3 separate regions of the Mus musculus genome follow, and regions 1 and 2 are each linked to region 3. Evidence: chromatin contacts called from public HiChIP or PLAC-seq and Micro-C data. All regions are on one chromosome and are shown on one strand. The core of a region is the stretch at or near the end of the contact, and the rest is flanking DNA. Distances in the headings are between cores, read along the strand shown. Region 1 overlaps Gm33742 (a long non-coding RNA gene). Region 2 overlaps Ypel2 (yippee like 2). Region 3 has its middle 7.0 kb from the start of Mir21a.

Region 1 (3,723 bases), core at 491-2,990, 260 kb before region 3:
TTCTGTGAGTTTGAAGCCAGCCTGGTAATCTAGAAAAGTATTTGTGTATGGGCTAGAGAGATGGCTCAGAAGTTAAGAGCGCTGACTGCTCTTCTAGAGGTCCTGAGTTCAATTCCCAGCAACCACACATAACCACACAACCATCTGTAATGGGATCTGATGCCTTCTTCTGGTGTGTGTGAAGACAGCGACAGTGTACTCATATACATAAAATAAATAAATAGATCTTTAAAAAAAAAGAAAGGAATGCATTTGTGTGTGTGTGTGTGTGCGCGCGTGCACACACACACACACACACACGCACATGTACAAAGTTGCATAACAAAAGGAATGCAGGGATTAGTTTTCAATGTGTCCAAATGAGGTTTTGTAAAAAAGATGAATTCATTTAACATTAACAACTCATAAAGCCATCACAATCACCTAGCTCTAGAATGCTAGCACAATTTCTGGTTGGGAGTTCAACTCGGTGACACAGTGATTGCTACCAAGCAGAAAAACCTAGGTTCCATCTCCAGAACAAAACCAAACCAAAACAACAAAACCAAATCTATTTTCTGTACCTGGCAAACAGGAACCATTCGCTCGCTCTCTTTGGCCATGACTGTTCCACTCTCTGTCTCCATGACGTGACTGGCTCGTCCTGGCTAGGAGACTCATTCACGTTGTACCATGAATGACAATGTCCTTTTAATCTTCTTTTATAAGCTGAATAATGTCTGTTGTATGTATTTACAAACTTTCTGTACCCATTCATCTCTCAGTAGACATTTGGGTTGTTCCTACATTTTGGTTGTTACCATCAAAAATGATATAATTATTTAGTCAGGTCCCTGACCTCAATTGTGGTCAGTAGGCACTTTTGAGTGGAAATGCTTTATCAATATTGTACCATATGCTTAATTTTTGAAGCACTTCCATTTTTTTTTTGCCATAGCAGTTGCACTATTATCTTTGGCGTAGATTTCAATTTTTTAACATCCTCCCACAATTTAAATTTAAAATTTTAAATTTTATATAACATTGATTAATTTTTTGTAACCTCATCTAGTTTTTGATTGCTTGTTTTTTAAACAGCCAAGAGATTAGTTTATTTCATTTTCTGGAGTGTTTTGCCTGTGTGTATGTCTATACACTGCACAGATGCAGTACCTATGGAGACCTAAGGGGACATTGGATCCCCTGGAACCAGGGCTACATATGGCTGTTAGTGTCATGTGGGTGCTAGGAACTGAATCTAGGTCCTCTGCAATGTGACAAGTATTCTTAACCATCAAGCAATCCCTCTGGCCCCAGGTTGCTTTTTGAGACAGGGTTTCATTGTAGCTCAGGTTGGCTTCAAATTCACCATGTAGCCAGGGCTATCCATGAATTCCCTATGCCCCTGCCTCCACCTTGTAAGCACTGAGATTGCAAGTGTGACACACCACATCTGGCTTACTTATCCAGTGTGTCTAGCTTTTGTGATTCCTGTTAGTGCAATATGAATACTTACACTTTGCATATACCTTCTCTGGCTATAAAGGAAGTATGTAATTATTGAAAACCTACAGCTCATATAATCTATAATTTTTCTGTCCTTTACAGAGCTGAGTTTATTAGGTCACATTTGCAGTAATGCCTGAAATCTTACTAGTTCTTTCGCTAGTCAAATCTACTTTCCTCTGCTCTGTTCTACCCTGGTCTTTCCTGATGGCCCTGCCTGAGCAATGCAGTCCCTGATGTAGTTACCATAGGAGCCACTGGAGGGCAGTAGCTCCCTCTCACCTCTGCCCCTATTGTAGAAAGGGTGTTGCCATTAGGCCAAGAGCATTCCTGAAGCAGCAACTTAAGGAGTTGCTCAACAACTGTAGAGAAACAGGGAGAGCCTCCTTCTTCCACATTTAGTTATACGTTGTCACCTGGGTTTTGTACAATTCCAAGCCTAGGACCTGACTGAGAAAGTGGAGGGGGAATGGCCCTGGGGGTGGGGAGATAGCTCTGTTGGTAAAGTCTTCATTAAATGCAATATCCAGGCGCTCCTGCATGCAGATCTGGAAACTTCAGTGGCCAGTGACCCTGCCTCAAAGAATATAGTGGCAGCTAAGGAGGCAAAGGCAGGTGGATCTCTGAGAGTGTGAGGCCAGCCTGGCTTACATAGTGAATTCAAGGCTATCCAAGGCTACACAGTGAATTCCTGTCTCAAAAACAAAACAAAATAACAAAAACAACCAAACAACCCTGAAACGTAACTGTAACAAAGTGGCCAGGTCTGGAGAGATGACTCAGTGGGTAAGAGTTCTTGCTGCTCTTCCAGAGAACCGAGGTTTAATTCCCAAATGGCAGCTCACAACTATACCTAACTCCAGTTTCAGGGGGTCTGACTCCCCATTCTGGCCTTCAGGTGCACTGCACACACATGGTGCATAGATACTGAGACACATACAATAAAAGTAAATAAAATCTTTAAACAAATAAGGTGATGGAATTCAAGCTGTTGGTAGAGTGCTTGCCTAGTTTACATCAAGCTGCAGGCCCTATCCCAAGTATTCCTTGAAAAATGGTGGGGTGGTGTAGCTCTATCACCCCAGTTCTCAGGAAGGACAAGCAGGATCAGAAAGTCAAGGCCATTCTGAGCCACACTGTGAGTTCCAGGCCAGTATGAGCTACGTGAGATTCTGTGTAATAGAATTCTGTGCAAATAAACAACAACAACAAAATAACAAAGCATGAGAGACTGGAAAAACATGACATATCAACCATTGGCTTTCACAGGCATGTGTGCTCACCTACACACACGGACACACACAAATAAAGAAAAGAGAAAAAAAATGGCCCTGATACCCTGTAGTTGGCAGCCCACAGCTGGTCTCAGAGCGTTCCCTTACCAAAGATAAACAGTTTTCACAGAGTAACAACAATCCTCAGGCGAGGTCACTTGGTTGTCTTGGGGAAACAAGGCAATAAGGAAAATCAGCATGGACACAGAAAAGGACATTCAACAACCACAAAAACATCCTTACGGTTCTAGCTACGTGGACAAGAACCTAGCCTTTTATCGTGTTAATGGGATGAGGTTGCCAGCTGTTGTCTCCATCCTAGTTCTCTCTGCTGCCTCCCTACCTTCCTCAAACACCTTCTCATGCAAACTAATCCCTGTGTAATGACTGAGGTTTCAGCTTAGGTCATTGACCACGTGAATGGACGACTTTTGTTTGGTTGGTTTGATTTTCAAGATAGGGTTTCTCTGTGTAGCCCTGGCTGTCCTGGAACTTTTACGGTAAACCAGGCTGGCCTTAGACTCAGAGCCTTAGACACCACCCCTGCCAGCAGCTTTATAAGACTGCTTTTTATAATGCAAAGAGTCACATCTTATAAACAACAATGCTTGAGAATATAACCTTTTCTTCACCCTTCCCTTAGAAAGAAAACCCAAGGGCTGGGGCTGGGGGTCAATTAGTAAAATGCTTGCCTAGCATGCATGAAGCCCTGGGCTCCATCCCTAGCATAGCAGAAAGGTTGTAACAAGCAAGGCATGACTACATGCCCAGCACTTTGGGGGATAAAGTCAGGGGGGTCAGAAGGGTCAAGGCCATCCTCATGCTTGACTGGTTACGATGCTAGCCTAGGGTATGTGAAAACATACCTCCAAAAACTGTGTGTGCGTCACCTTTAAACATCCTCTTTAACCTTTTCCTCCAGTTGCACTTTAAAATTACCTACCGTGCCTCTCCTTTTTCCTTC
Region 2 (3,957 bases), core at 65-2,564, 380 kb before region 3:
GCTTAACCCTGAAGGCTTGCACTCTGTGCTGCCTCCTTGAAGGTAAACTCACTTGAGCGAGATGATTAAATCTGTACCGTTAAGTAAGTATGGCATTGGAGCAGAGGCATTTGACTAGCCTGTGAGATTTCACCAGTTCTGACGGATTGTCCCATCCTCTCGTCATTAAAGGGACAGCTTTCCCCAGTGAACACCTGCTCGGGAAATTTCGGGACCTGAAGTCAGAAGCCATAGACTTTGACCTACACAAGCTGTAGGAAGCTGGAGGTTCCTGTAGGCTCTGGGCTTTACTTAAACTATAACATGCATTGTAGCCTGTAACAACTCCGGAGCCTGATAGTACATTCATTTAAGTCCCTTCTTTAGGGTGTCATGTATACACAATACCCTTGTTACCCAAGCTTAATTTTCCAGGGCTTGCTTATTTATTTCTTAACCACTTTGTGCTTTCTGCATCTGCAAAGTGGTTGGGTGGGGTTAATTTAATTTCCTCATCATATTGCTTGGAGGATTGTGTTCAGATCATATACCAGGCATAGTAAGTACCATATCAGCATGAGCCATGACTGTTACATCCAGCCTTCCCCCTAAGCCCCCCCACCCCCCCACTTTGTTTTTTTCAAGAGTTTACTACATATTGTGTGGTTCTCTCTACCATGTGACCTGGGGAATTAACTTGTCATCAGACTTGGCGAGTGTCTTAACCCGCTGTGCCATCTTGCCCTTGCCCACCCCCCTACAGTGAACCACTTCAGTCTCATGCATTATTAACTCTCCAATTTCACTGCAGCAATTGCTAAAAGTATGTGGAAAGCATGGGGTGGGTTTGTTTGTTTGTTTGTTTGTTTGTTTCTGTAGAGCGTGTGGCTTTAGCCTTGGAAGGTGCTAGAAGTTTATTCTTCGGGAGTCCATTGGTTTAACCACAGACTGCACAGTTATCCTTAGAACTCTAAGGGTATTTCATTAGCAAGTGACCCATGGATTTCGGGAGTGGTGCAGACTGAAATATGAGTCAGCAGATATTTTGATTTTTATATTGCTTGATATATTTTAAATATTGATTATGAAATATAAATATTGGTATTTGTACTTTGAGCACAGCATCTTTAGATAATAGTAACTCTGAATTATTTTCAAAGGCCCTGGTGACTTTGACCTCCAACATGAATACTCTTTTAGAAGTTTTTAGTTTTATGTTTGAATTGCAAAGGGCCCAGTAGCTGGCTGCCATTACATCATTCCACCACTCCCAGTGGCCAGTTCAGAAAAGGTCGCTTTCCTAAGCAGGCCTTGTGAGGGTGACTCGCCAGCCAGCCTTTGTCCTAGGGGACAGGGTGTGTGGTTTGGGGCGGCGTCCTCTACTCTGTGGAGCTGAAGACTGTGTCTTTGCCAGTCCTTGTTTCTCTGAGCAGAGGACCGCTTCGAGCTGGCAACATCTGTCTTCTCACGTTGTGCTTATGTGGGGATTTACCACTCAAACCCACTGCCACGGCCTGGGAGGCTTAGCCTGCCCTTAGTTCACCAAGTCTATCTGAGGCCCTAGCACAGTGGGGACAGAGCCTGTGGTGATTTGGAAGGGAGTCTGGGAGGCCTGTTGTGAGCTCCCTAAAAGCTATCCTTGTATGAAAGGAAACACTTATTGAGGAAGCTTAGTAAGACCTTTCTATGTAGCAGGCTGCATGCCTACTGTACGCACACATGAGCTTAGTTATCACAGCATCCCCGTCTAGCACTGTTCTCAAACCTTTCTTTCTGTATGTGGGTGCCCAAGGCTCAGGAGTGACTCACCCAGGGATGTGCAGCCAGTGAGAGCTGGCCCAAGGCTTTCTAAGCACCAAAGCTGCCAGCATCCTCATTACCAAACATGAGGCAGACATGACTGTGAGCAGGGGCATCAGGTCCTCAGGCCCAGCCTTGAAACTACTGGACACATGGCTCAACAGGTGTGGGGTAGGTCTCAACACCACCAGGCATAGACCCCAGACTTTTGGCAATGAATGGAAGCACCAAGGCCCTGGATCCTCTGTGCACAACAGATATTTCTTCCTTTAGAACCAGTCCCTTCCACCCCACCTTCTGTGTGCTTAAAGAAGGGGAGGGTGAATGGGACCCATAGGCCAAAGTTATGGAGGAGCGACCTCCAGGAGGCCATCCCGCAAGAGCTCCTTTTTTTTCTGTTTTTGACATTGTCTCCCTATTGTAAGTCACTCTGGGTCATATGGTACTCAGCTCAGCAACCCGGAGGCAGTTCTTCTGCTTCTGCCTCTGACTCCGGTGCTGGGATTACAAGGCACACCATTGTGCCAGGCTCACACCAATCCCTATGTGAAAGTTTTGGGTAAGTCATGAAGATACACGAATGGTGACCTATGTCCCAGTGTGGAAATCACAGTCAGGAAATTCCTTTATAATTAACCCGTCTCCCCTGTTTCCATGTGAGTCCATTTCCTTTGACACTTGTTGTTGTAGGGATGATGGGAGAAGTCCCTTGCAGAAATCCTTGCTCGTAGCTAAACCGCACATGTGTTCTCATTCTGGGAGTTTCTAGCATTTCTAGATTCCCCACTCTTACACCTTTCCATGGTCCAGGGAGGATCTAGCGCTATTTACTTGGGTTCCAGCCTGTTGCCCTGATACTAGATCCGTTCCCCCCCCCCAAGACATTAATGATATAAAGAGAAAAGAATGAGACTGAATAATAGGAAAGTGGCTGACCTGACCCTTTCTCATAACATGCCACATCTGTTTCCTGCTGGGTCAGGGGTGGCGCCAGCCAAAATTCCAAAGGAAAAGATCTTACTAATCCTCCTGTCCCTCTACTGAAACACTCGTTACCACCCTGATGAGATGCTCTAACGCCTCTTAAGTATAGTGCCTTGTGCAGCGCTATGGAGGTAGAAGTGAGCCTGCCTAGCAGACGCCGAGGCAGGAGAGAGAAAGGATGATTGGTCCCTGGTGCTGTGAGATTTCTTTTTGGAGTGTGAGAATGTTCTGGAATTAGACAGTGACAATGATTGTACAACCTGTGACTGTACCAAGAGTCACTGAATGTTATATTTAAGTCACGTTTCCATTCTTATGTCTCAAGCACTTTTGAGTCAGAATCTCCTCTTCTATTCCAGGCTGGTCTTGAACTCACGAACCTCATTCTTTTCTTATGAAGACATTTGAAGCTTCACCCTTTGTCATTCTAAGAGAGAGGCTGGGGAAGGATCAAGCTGTCAAGAGTACTTGTTGCTCTTGGTGTAGACCTGGATTTGATTTTCAGCACCCCTATGATAAAGCATGAACAGCCATGAGTTTAGTTCCAGGGGATCTGATGCCCTCTTCTGACCTCTGGGCACCAGGCATACATGTGATGCGGCGCTCATGTACAAGCCTATATAAATCACTTGGACACATAAAAACTTTTTTTTTTAAAGACCAAAAGATCAAAGTTACCAAAGAAAAGGAGGCTTGAGGGATTGAGTCAGCTTTCCATCTCTTCCTCAGGCTCCTGAGAAGCCTTCAGTGAGAGATTGTTAAGCTCACCGTTCTTAACTGGCCTGTCAAGCAGGCGTGATAGCCATTCACAGATGTAAAAGAAGAGCCAAGAGATGCGCTGGTGGGAGCTGCAGTGTCAGATTTGGAACCTGCCCCTTCTGGGGTGACAAGTTCCTCATACCTTAGATGATCAAGGGCCCAGTCCACTCCCAGAGGTCACACCTGCTCCCCACACCTCTGCATTCAGCTACCTCCACCCCTGTTACAACTGTGTGCTGCCGAGCCAAAGCCTGTTTGTTTTTCTTATTTTTGAGACAGGGTCTTGCTGTGTAGCCCACACTAACATCAGACCTGCATTCCTTCTTAACAAATGTGTTCCACCACACTGGGATCCAGCAGTTCTACTTTAAGAAGGAATCACTGCCTTCCAGACTCCCAAACAGGGCCAGAAATGAGCGGTTTTGGCTACCAAAC
Region 3 (3,886 bases), core at 494-2,993:
GGTTCCGCTGTTTGTGCATAGCGGGGGCACAAACAAGGAAGTGGACATCGAGGCCTTGGTGTCTCAGCTCTTACGAACTCTGGTGTGGAAATCAGTGCAAAAGTTCAAGTTGCATCTTGTGATCAACTGAGTTGGTGGGGAACGGAAGAAAGCAGAAAACCAAGCCCCGCCTAAGAAGCCAGGCAGCTTTTCAGCCCTCCTGTGTCACAGGGTTCAAAGAGCTGGTCCGTTCCCCACCCCGATCCCCAGCTTTCCTGCCTGGCCAGCTTCCCAGGGTGCTCTTGTGAGTAACAACGATGATTACTAAACAATTCATATTTGTATAGGCCTTTTTTTTTCCTTTTCAATTTTGGGACAAGGTCTCACTTTGTAGCCCCAGCTGGCCTGAGATTGGCCGAGATCTCTCTGGGGTAAAAGGCATGCACCTTCCTTCATTTTCGGAGTGGTTTGCCATCTTGAGTTACCTGTTTTAATCTTCCTGACAACCAAGTGAAATCATCAGTGCCTGGAACGGCATCAGCACACTTTAAAAAAAAAAAAAAAAAAAAAAGGCAGATTATGGTGTCAGTCCTCCATGATCTCAGCACTTTGAAAGCAGAGGCAGAGCAATTTCAAATTTGAGGTCATTCTGAGCTGTGTAGTGAGACCTTGTCAAAAAACAAAAAAAAAACAAAAACAAAAAAAAAAAACTTTCTTTTAAGGTAAAGGAATCAGTTTCTGATTAAGAAGTAAAGGATGTTGTCCTAGACTGGCATTAGAGCTGAAGGCAGCTATGAGTCAAGAGAAGGCGTGCTGGTCAGAGGGGACTTGGCAAGAGGTTAGAAGCTAGGTGTGGTGGCTTAGCCCGTAATCCCAGCCCTTGGGAGGAGAAGGACCAGCTGTTGAAGGCCAACCTAGGCTGGATGAGACCCTGCCCTGAGAGAGAGAGAGAGAGAGAGAGAGAGAGAGAGAGAATATCACTCGCTGGATCAGTCTACTCAAGTCCTCTACTCCTTGCTGTAGTCTGTTTTGTTTTCTTGAGGAGGCTGCAGATTGGATCTCCAGTCCCACCAACACAAAGCAAAGTACTTAATTTACAACTCATTTGCCCTTTTCTGTGTTCAATCTGTTTTAGCCACTAGAATATTATCTCTGTAAGGGCCCACTGTGTGCACAGCCTACAGCACGTGCTGAGTGAGTACTGTGGCAGTCTAGTTAGGGGCTACTTGACAAATAGAGGCTGGGGTATGGGCCAAGGCCAGAGTAAAAGAGGCAAGAGAAACGAGGACGGGTTAGGGTGATGGCTCGGTGTGTAAAGTGCTTGCCACACAAGCTTGAGACCCTGAGTGGATTCCCCAGCATCCACATCTGTACCCTATCCCTAGGGAGCAGAAGCCACAGGGTCCCCAGAGCTCTCTGGCCTAATTAGTGAGTTCTAGGAGAGACCTTAAAAAATTAAAGTTGTCAATGACAGAACATCTGACACCCACATGCACGCACCACTCAAAGATAGTAAGGGGAGACAGAAGATGGCTACCCTCTAAGAAAGATTTATAAAAGGCGTAGGTGTGGGGAGGTGCCCACTCAGGTTTCTCGATCCTAGAAATGTTATCCCCACACTGCTCAGCTGACACACACACTGGACCTTGCAGGATCCCACACAAAGGCCCTCCAGGCTTTTCCGGAAGTACCAGCAGCCTTCACTTGTCTGATCACTTGCTGAAATGTGACTAGTGCTTTGAGTCACAGGAAACTCTAAAACTTCCTCTCTCCTGTTGTGTCCTGCTGGCTGAGCCAGTGGCTCCTCCCAGTGAGGTTGCAGGGTGGTGATCCCTGCATAGATGGTCTTTCTATATAAGGAGAAAAGCTGGGTACTGGGTGTTGCTATGTTCCGCTGGATGTAGCCAGGAGCCCAGATGTGTATTCAAGACAGAGTGAGGGCTTTTCCCAGCCACCTCTGCCAAACCCAAAGGCTCCTCTGCACCTTCTGGAGTTTATGGTGAAGACAGCTTTCCACTTGACTGCTTTGATGCTGAGGTTGTTTACATGTTATTTAGTAGAAGAGTTGTTGCTTACTGAAGCTGACTGAATAGATATTCAGAATAAATGACATGTAACCACAGTGATACCACCTTGCAGGAGCATCAGAGTTCAGCAAGAGAGGCTTAACTTGTGTGGACTCCTGGGGTGGAGAATGGGGAAAGCAAATTCCACTTGTAAGTTCCTGCCTTGTTTTCAAAGACCACAAGGGTTCTCATGGGATCTGGCATAATGAGATGCCCAATCTGTAAAGATATAAGCAGGCATTTCAGCGAGAGGGATGCTGTGTGGTCTCTTAAGCATGTAGCAATCAATTCAATTCTCAGATGCTCTCTCTGCCTTTGCTTCCTTCAAAGATAAAGGAAGCAAAGATGGAGAAACAGCTCTGCTGCTAAGAGCACCTGTTGTTCTTCCAAAGGATCCATTGCCCTCAGACTTCTGTGGGCGCTGGGCATTTTCATGGTACCCATACACACACACATACAAGCAAAACACTTGTACAAAGAATCCATAGAGAAGATGTAGCTTAAGTGGCAGAGAGCTTGCCTAGCATGCATGAAGCCCTGGGTCTATGGCCATGCACTGCATACCAATTTTTTGCAAACCAATAATCCCAACATAGAGGAGATGATGACAGACTTAAGGCCACACCTCAGGAGGAGATGGCTTAATAGTCTCAGTAGTTAACACTTGCTGTTATTCCCAAGGACCCAAGTTTGGGGTGACAGCATCCCAGTTCCAGGGGATCCCATATATTCTTCTGGTCTCCACAGGGGCCTATGCACCTATCAGGTGCCTCTACACCCATCACCTAGGTAAAAATAAGTTCAAGGTCATCCTAGCAAGTCAGAGGTGACCCTGGGATGCATGAGACCTTGTGTGTGTGTTGGGGGCAGGGAGGGGGTTTCCTAGTCCCTGCAGAAGGAAGTAAAAAAGTTCCTAACTAACTCTTTCTACCCTTTGTTACAGTGGCTGACTCACTAGACCTCAGTCTCCATTCTTCAGACTCTTTCCATGTGGGGGTTAACATCCTTTAATAAATTCTTTTCCTTGGCCACACCAGTGTGTGTCTGAAGTCTCAGTTACTTGAGAGGCTGAGACAGAAAGAGGCCTGTCTTGAGCTAGGAGTTCAAGGCCAGACTGAACAATAGAGCAGGAAAAAAGATGTCAGGCCTGGTGGTGGTACACACCTTTCATTCCTGTACAAGACGCAGAAGGAGTTTGAAGCCAGCCTGATTTACATAGCAAGTTCCAGAGCTACACAGTAAGACTTTGTCTCAAGAACAAACAAGGGGGTGGGGAGATGTTAGGGATATAGCTCAATTGTTAAATGTTTGCCTAGCAAGCCGGAAGCCCTGGTTTCCCTAACAGCACATAAACTAGACGCAACAAACACGGTGATCCAAGAGAACTCAGTTGGTAAAGTGCTTTATGCTTGTCCTCACCTGTGTCATTGCACCATGCGTGTGCCTGACGCCAAGGAGGCCAGAAGACGGCATTAGTCTTCTGCGACTACAGAAGACTAAGCCGCTGTGTGGGTGCTGGGACTTCAACTCCAGACCACTGGAAGAGCAGCCTGTGCTCTTAACTGTTGTGCCATCTCTCCAGCTCAAAACTCTGCCTTCAAAAAAAACAAAAACAAAAAACAAAAGCTGGGCATAAAGGTGCACTTTTGTCTCCAAACAAAAGTCCTAGGGAAGGGAGGAGGGTTCAGTGGGAAAAGGCATTTACTGTACAAGCCTGAAGCTCTGGGCTCAATCCCCGGGACCTACATGGTGGAAGGAAAGAACCAACCAACTTCCACACACAAATAGCCACATAAGTAAACAAGTATAATTTTTAAAAAATTAGATTGTGTCTAGTAGCT

What was found. Hi-C and Micro-C count contacts between places; a contact is called where the count stands out from the background. HiChIP or PLAC-seq counts read pairs in DNA pulled down with a chosen protein or histone mark.
Region 1: a contact with region 3 is called in a Micro-C map of embryonic stem cells, with 2.2 times the contacts expected there. The contact joins two enhancer-like sites. A contact is called at or near these places in 1 of 39 promoter capture datasets (pre-B cells), 2 of 15 datasets of contacts at CTCF or cohesin (large pre-B cells and pro-B cells), 15 of 484 Hi-C or Micro-C datasets (B cells, the Ba/F3 cell line, CD4 T cells and 9 more), 8 of 115 datasets of contacts at active chromatin or transcription factors (the HPC-7 cell line, T-cell acute lymphoblastic leukemia, acute myeloid leukemia and 4 more) and 1 of 9 other capture datasets (embryonic stem cells).
Region 2: a contact with region 3 is called in a FOXA1 HiChIP or PLAC-seq map of pancreatic cancer cells. The contact joins two enhancer-like sites. A contact is called at or near these places in 1 of 115 datasets of contacts at active chromatin or transcription factors (pancreatic cancer cells) and 1 of 9 other capture datasets (pancreatic islet).

The regions. Positions count from the first base shown.
Region 1 is chr11:86,834,623-86,838,345 of GRCm38.p6, reverse strand. All of the region lies in intron 4 of Gm33742 (a long non-coding RNA gene), which reads left to right. Among named protein-coding and RNA genes, the nearest start is that of Gm51288, 16 kb to the left of the region's middle. Within about 2 kb of position 1,740, at least 62 of the 459 cell types and tissues checked have an H3K27ac peak or open chromatin away from gene starts, as enhancers often do. A contact at or near this core is called in CD8 T cells, Th1 cells, bone marrow-derived macrophages and 4 more, where this site is marked.
Region 2 is chr11:86,950,683-86,954,639 of GRCm38.p6, reverse strand. The region is part of intron 2 of Ypel2 (yippee like 2); the gene reads left to right. Among named protein-coding and RNA genes, the nearest start is that of Gm51915, 30 kb to the left of the region's middle. Within about 2 kb of position 1,314, at least 94 of the 459 cell types and tissues checked have an H3K27ac peak or open chromatin away from gene starts, as enhancers often do. A contact at or near this core is called in pancreatic cancer cells, where this site is marked.
Region 3 is chr11:86,575,263-86,579,148 of GRCm38.p6, reverse strand. No RefSeq gene overlaps it. Among named protein-coding and RNA genes, the nearest start is that of Mir21a, 7.0 kb to the left of the region's middle. Within about 2 kb of position 1,743, at least 192 of the 459 cell types and tissues checked have an H3K27ac peak or open chromatin away from gene starts, as enhancers often do. A contact at or near this core is called in CD8 T cells, Th1 cells, bone marrow-derived macrophages and 5 more, where this site is marked.